2 separate regions of the Mus musculus genome follow, and region 1 is linked to region 2. Evidence: chromatin contacts called from public ChIA-PET data. All regions are on one chromosome and are shown on one strand. The core of a region is the stretch at or near the end of the contact, and the rest is flanking DNA. Distances in the headings are between cores, read along the strand shown. Region 1 overlaps Ranbp9 (RAN binding protein 9). Region 2 overlaps Gm40929 (a long non-coding RNA gene).

Region 1 (3,149 bases), core at 57-2,556, 280 kb before region 2:
GTGGATTTGCTAAGATGCCAGGGTTATACATTACAGTGAAAGACAACTGAAGAGAGAAGCAAAGCTTCCTGAGAGGATTCGTGTGTGTGTGTGTGTGTGTGTGTGTGTGTGTGTGTACTTTGCATCTGCAGTAGACAGAAATACAAAGTGTACTGGGCAAACACATCACCTGAGACAACCTGGACAGGGCACTCTTTTCTTTTGTCCACGGCTAGACCTGTAAGCACCGGAGACTGTGACTGAGTGAGTTGTAAGCTGTGGGCTGTGGGCACTCCCTTGCCTGGGTTAAGAAAAAGAATTTTTATTGCATATACAACCTCACAGAGACTGACAGTGTGCCCAAGACCTGCAGAGGTTTGTGCCAGACAGGATTCTAACATGGAGAGGTAGATGTGGACACACCACCCCACTCCTGACCGAGAAGCTGTGCACTTGATACTTGCTGGGAACACTAAGTCTGTCAAGTTGCACTCCAAGGCAGGCTGTGTCCTCAGGAGTAGATGCACAACACAGAAACAACTCCATGGTCTGGGTGGGTGCGGGGAAGGTTCTGGGATGAGTTGGGGGACAGGAATGTGTATGATCAAATATGAAAAATTTCAAAATAATAGAATTTCTGCAATTTAGTCTGTGTGTGCGTGAGAGTGTGCATGTGTGCATTTGTGCCATATCCTGTGTATGGAGGCCAGAGGAGAACTTGAGGGACTTCAGTCTAGTACCACATGGGACCTAGAGATTGAATGTAGATGGTCAGGGTTTCAGCAGGTGATTTACCCACTTAGCTATCTTGCCAGTCTACATTTTTAATTGATCATTGAGCCCTTTTCACCATGAACTATCTTTATCTTTTAAAAAATTACATTTATATGTATGTATGTATGTATGTATGTATGTAACGAGAACCCCTACTCGGAGCCATCTCACTAGCTCTGCTTTTCTATGTAGGGCCAGATGAGGTGGTGTACACTTACCCCAGCACTTGCAAGGCAGAGGCAGGCAGATCCTCGTGACTTAGTTCAAGGCCATCCTGGTCCATGTAGCCAGTCCTAGGCCAGCCAGGGTTATATAGTGAAATCCTGTTAAACAAAACAAAAACAAAATAAAACCAAAAGACTCCACAAAACCAAAACTCAAAGAGTTGTATTTAATTAGCTCACAAAAGATTAGGTTTCCTTATCCATTATTCATACCTACTTGGTTTTTGATTGATGTCCCCTTTTTACAGCTTCCTGCCCCAGCCCCCACAGCCTCCCGTTCCTGGGAGTTTCCTTTTTACTTTCGTATCTTCTGTGCTCTACCACCCTTCCTGCTCTCCTGTGAAGTTTCTTTTTATGTCTCACATGGGCCCCTTTCTGGTTTCCTGGCTTCTACACAAATGCACATACAGAAAAATTAAAAGATAGAGTCTGCATATGAAAGACAACATGCGTCCATTTTTCTTGTTTTCATTAAGTTCTATTGTGTATTTTACCATATATTTACATAAATCTGTTCTCTTGAGGGACGTTTAGGCTGATTCTGTTTCCTGGCTATTGTGAACAGAACAGCAGCAAGCATGGATGTGCAGGAGTCTCTGGTGTGTTGGGCGTCCTTTGGGCTTATGCTGTGTTGTACTTCTAGCTTTTCTGAGTGTGCTCCACAGTGATTCCATGGTGACTGCACCAGTTTACACTGTCATCAGTAGTGAATAAGTGTTCCCTTCCCAGTCGCCATGCTAGCATTTGTTCTCTGGATAATAGCCATTTGGACTGGGGTGAGACGAGCCTCATTGTAGTTGAGCTTCCCAGATGGTTAGAGCTCTTCTTCTTTTAAGAATTTTATCAGTTCTATAGCCATGCTTTGATTGAGTTGTCTTGTTTGTTTTTGTTAAATTTTTAAAAGTTCTGTGTGTATTCCAGGTATTTATCTGTCCTGCTAGTTTGTAGCTAGTAAAGATTTTCATTCCTTCTGTAGCTTCTCCCTTCATTTGATTAACGAGTTCCTTTGCCATGAAATTTTCTTCTCATTCTACAGTGTTTTACCGTTGTACAGTAGTGAGTGTGTAGAGTTCTGTTCCAGCAGCCCTTGCCTCTGCCAGTTCTAGAGTCTCACGTCTTAAGCTAAGGTCATGATCCATTTGGACTTGATTTTGTGCATGGGGAGACATAGTTTCATCTTTCTTTGTGTAGACATTAAATTTTCCTGGTTCTGTTTGTTGAAGAGGCTGGGTTTTTTTTCCTTTAAATTTTTGGGAGTTAAAAAAGTGAAACTTTTGGCATCCTGTTAGAAGTCAGAGGACAATAGCTGTATAGGTTTACATCGCACTGATTTACCTGGCTGCTTTTGTGCTAGTGCCAAACTGTTTCTGTTACAGTACCTGTAGTATAACTACAGGAAATCGGGGATATTGATACTTCTAGCATTGTTTTTTTTGTTTTGTTTTGTTTTCTGAGGATTGTTTTGGCTGTCTGAGGCCTTTTGTGTTTCCAAATCAGTTTTAAGGTGAACTTGTCTATTTCTGTGACAGATGGTGTTTGACATCCGGTTGGGAATCTCTAGGTCGCTTTTGCTTACTTGCATTTTGAAAGCATTAAGGAGGGTGGAAGCTGCATTTTTGTTGGAGAACCAGATGAGTTTGTTTTGTTTTGTTTTGTTTTGTTTTGTTTTGTTTTTTAGTATAGAATAGAGTTTATTTAGGGCATGGGGAGGGGAGTTAAGAGAGTAGTAGAGGCAGAGAAAGGGAGAGAATAGAGAAGTGGGTCCAGCCATGACCACATGGAGAGAGAGGGGAAGATGTAAGAGAAAAGATAAGTTCTTTAACAAGGCACTTAATTACTGTGTGAAAAGTGACCCGAGATACACAACCAGTGTATTCCTTCACTGTTCTAAAGTTGCTTAGTTTCAGTACACCTGGGATCTCAATCAATTCTTGTTGTAGCAGTAATTTTATATATAACAATTGTTGGTTTTTTTAAAAGTTATAAGGTATCAATATTTTAAGGCATTTTTTATTAGATATTTTCTTCATGTACATTTCAAATGCTATCCCCAAAGCCCCATATATCCTCTCCTCCCAGGTATCAATATTCTTAATTCAAAGATGGAAATCAATATTTTGTGAGACAGATAATAGCATAAATACTTGTTACTGTAGCAATAATGTGATTGAA
Region 2 (2,952 bases), core at 207-2,706:
CACGACAAACCAAATCCATAAACATCCATTTCAAACCAATATTCCAAAAACACTCCTCTTCTGCAACATTTCTAATTTTTTTCCAGTTGCTCCAGCCCAACTCTAGACAGTGCTGCTGGTTCAAATATTTCACATTTCACATCAAAATGGAAATCCAGCTGATTTGATCTGAAAGTATATCTATGGGCCGGAGACATGAAGGCCCGAGTTTCATACCCAGAACTCAGACGAAAGCAAGGCAGAGAGGCATAGGCCTGTTCTTCCAGCGTGGGGAAGATGGAGACAGGATATCTGTGGTACTTGCTGGCAACTGAGTCTAGCTAAATCAGTGAGTTTCAGGATAACTGAGTGGCACTGTCTCAAAACCTCCAAAGGAGAGTGATTGAGGAAGACACCAGACACCAACCTCTGGCCTCTACATGCACATACAAGCACATGGACACGTGCAGACATATGCATACCCATGTATGTATACACACAGAGAGAAGTATATCTATGACTTTCCCTCCTGCCCCCCTCTCCCTCAAGATTTCCTTGGTCCAAGTCATTACCATTATCATCCTTTGCCCAACTGTCCAGTCAGCCCCATGTGCTTGTATCCAAGTCCCCTGGAGTCTGTTCTGCAGTACAGCAGCCAATGCCGTCTCTCGTACACGAAAGTCAGCTGAGGGGAGTTCTGGTTTCCCTTGAGGAATGGCCACGTTCTCAGAGGGACTAAACTGGCCTGGCCTTCCCACAAACTTTCCTGACGACTCCGACAGCTCTGCAGTCTCTCTGTCTCCATCCCAAGCACACTAAGCCTCCCTGCCCTTTTTTCTTTTTCTTTTTTTTATGATTTATTTTATGTGTATGAGTGTTTTGCCTGTTTGTATGTCTGTGCACCCCATGCGTGTCTGGTGCCCACAAAGATCAGAAAAGGGTGTTTGATCCCAGAGAACTAGGCTTGTGGGTGTTTTTAAACCACCATGTGGGTGATGGGAATCAAATTAGGGACTTGTACAGGAATAAGTGCTCTGACTGCTGAGCCATCTCTCCGACCTCGCTGTCCTTTAAGTAAGTAGGTATGCAATGCTCAATCAAAATTCTCCTTACCTATCTCTTCTCTCTGAAAAAAATAAATGTACTCATTCGTCCTGTCTCATTTATTATCTGCTTGCTACAATGTACTGCCAGCTTGACTGAAGATCCACCCTGAACACAGATGGCACCATTCTATGGAAACCCAGGAGGAATAAAATGTAAAGGGAGAAAGGAAGAAGGCAGCCGAAAGCCAGTATCCATCAATTGCACTTTCTGACTGCCGAAGCAATGTGACTAGCTGCCTCTCACTGCCGTGACTTCACCGTGAGCCAGACGAAACACTTCCTCCTGTTCATAGGCCATTTTGTGTCAGGTACTAAGTCTTAGCAATGAGGGAAAGTCCCTAGAAAAGAGTGGGAGCTAGAGAAACGTTCTTCGATGAGTTGTGCGCCCTCAATAGAAGGTGTTGCCTTGTGCCTATTTCCTGCCAGTTCCCCACACCAACATCAAAAAGAAACCTTTCCATCTTGTCAAAAGCTTGTGTTTGAAGGTTGAGAAGTAGCTCAGTTAGTAGTCAGAGAGCATTTGTTTAGCATGTGAGAGGCCCTAGGGTCAAATCCTCAGCACACCACACATACCATGCACACACAGTCTGTCTGTCTCTGGTGGTTTAAAGTGGCCCTCACTGGCTCAGATACGTGCACATTCATCCCAATTGGTGAATTGTTTAGGATGGATTAGGGGGCGTGGCCTTGTTGGAGGAAGAGTGTCACCGGAGGTTGAGGTTTCACAGCCCATGCCAGGCCCAGTCTCTGCTCTCTCTGTCTGTTGCCTGCAGATCAGGATGCAAAGCTCTCAGCTACTGCTCCAGTACCATGCCTTATCTGCTCCCTGCCATGATGCCAATTGACTACTCCTACAGAACTGTAAGCACCCTAAAGTTAAATGCTTTCTTTCATAAGAGTTGCTTTGGTATTGGCGTCTCTTCATGGCAATGGCACAGTAACTATCCTCATCTCTCTCTCTCATATGAGGCGCAACCCTGTGACGTGGCCCCCACTTCTTTCTGTGTGCTCTGCAGGTGCACAGATGCAGATGCCTAACCTCCCCCTGCTAAACCCTCAAGCTCCTCTGCATTGATGACAAAGAGGGCCCTCCCCCTGTAGCCCAGCTTATCAAACTCCTGGTGTAGCTGTTGGTATTTTGTCTGGACTCCACCCCCACAGTTACCTGGCAACAGATAGGTAGGCCTGGCCCACTATAAAAGGGGCTGCTTGCCCCCTCCCCTCTCTCTTGCCTCTCTTTCCCCCTTGTTCCCTCCCCCACCCCACATGGTCATGGCCGGCCTCTACTTCTCTACTCTCTCCCTCTCTCTGCCTTTCTCTGCCTCTACTACCCTCTGAGCTCCCTTCCCCATGCCCTTAATAAACTCTACTCTGTACTATACCATGTGTCCTGGTCCCTTGGGGGAGGGATGCCTTGGCATGGGCCCACTGAGGCACCCTCTTCCCCCACACTTTACTACAGCCCCTTAGAACATTTTCTTATATTTCTTTATCTTTTTATGACCACAACAGTAGCTGTCGTGCTTTAGCTATGGAAATAACCATAAGAGCTTCGTGGGCTTCTTCTCTTCAATCCCCATGACAGACCAACGTGCCATACAGTTCCCCATCACCTGTTTTACAGGGAAGTCAAATGAAAAGTGCTTTACCTAACTAGCAGCTTGAGAAGCCTCGCTGTCTGTGCCCCGCTGTCAGAGACAGTTTCATATCGTGAAAATGACAACCAATGATTCGGAGACAGCTAAACCTGACTTGAACTTAAATTTAAAATTGAGTTTGAGCTCAATCACAGAGAGGTGGAAGTCAAAATGTAATCTCTCTAGAGCAAATGACCCTTAGTTGGGCTTAATAGGCCTACAGGGGAACC

What was found. ChIA-PET counts read pairs in DNA pulled down with a chosen protein or histone mark.
Region 1: an RNA polymerase II ChIA-PET map of memory CD8 T cells shows a contact between it and region 2, with 461 read pairs. The contact joins two enhancer-like sites. A contact is called at or near these places in 1 of 39 promoter capture datasets (frontonasal cranial neural crest), 1 of 15 datasets of contacts at CTCF or cohesin (large pre-B cells), 8 of 115 datasets of contacts at active chromatin or transcription factors (CD8 T cells, effector CD8 T cells, embryonic basal ganglia and 5 more) and 3 of 9 other capture datasets (adipose tissue, liver and pancreatic islet).

The regions. Positions count from the first base shown.
Region 1 is chr13:43,451,543-43,454,691 of GRCm38.p6, reverse strand. All of the region lies in intron 2 of Ranbp9 (RAN binding protein 9), which reads left to right. Among named protein-coding and RNA genes, the nearest start is that of Gm26064, 27 kb to the right of the region's middle. Within about 2 kb of position 1,306, at least 56 of the 459 cell types and tissues checked have an H3K27ac peak or open chromatin away from gene starts, as enhancers often do. A contact at or near this core is called in CD8 T cells, effector CD8 T cells and memory CD8 T cells, where this site is marked.
Region 2 is chr13:43,176,040-43,178,991 of GRCm38.p6, reverse strand. The region is part of intron 3 of Gm40929 (a long non-coding RNA gene); the gene reads right to left. Among named protein-coding and RNA genes, the nearest start is that of Gm40929, 5.7 kb to the right of the region's middle. Within about 2 kb of position 1,456, at least 26 of the 459 cell types and tissues checked have an H3K27ac peak or open chromatin away from gene starts, as enhancers often do. A contact at or near this core is called in CD8 T cells, effector CD8 T cells and memory CD8 T cells, where this site is marked.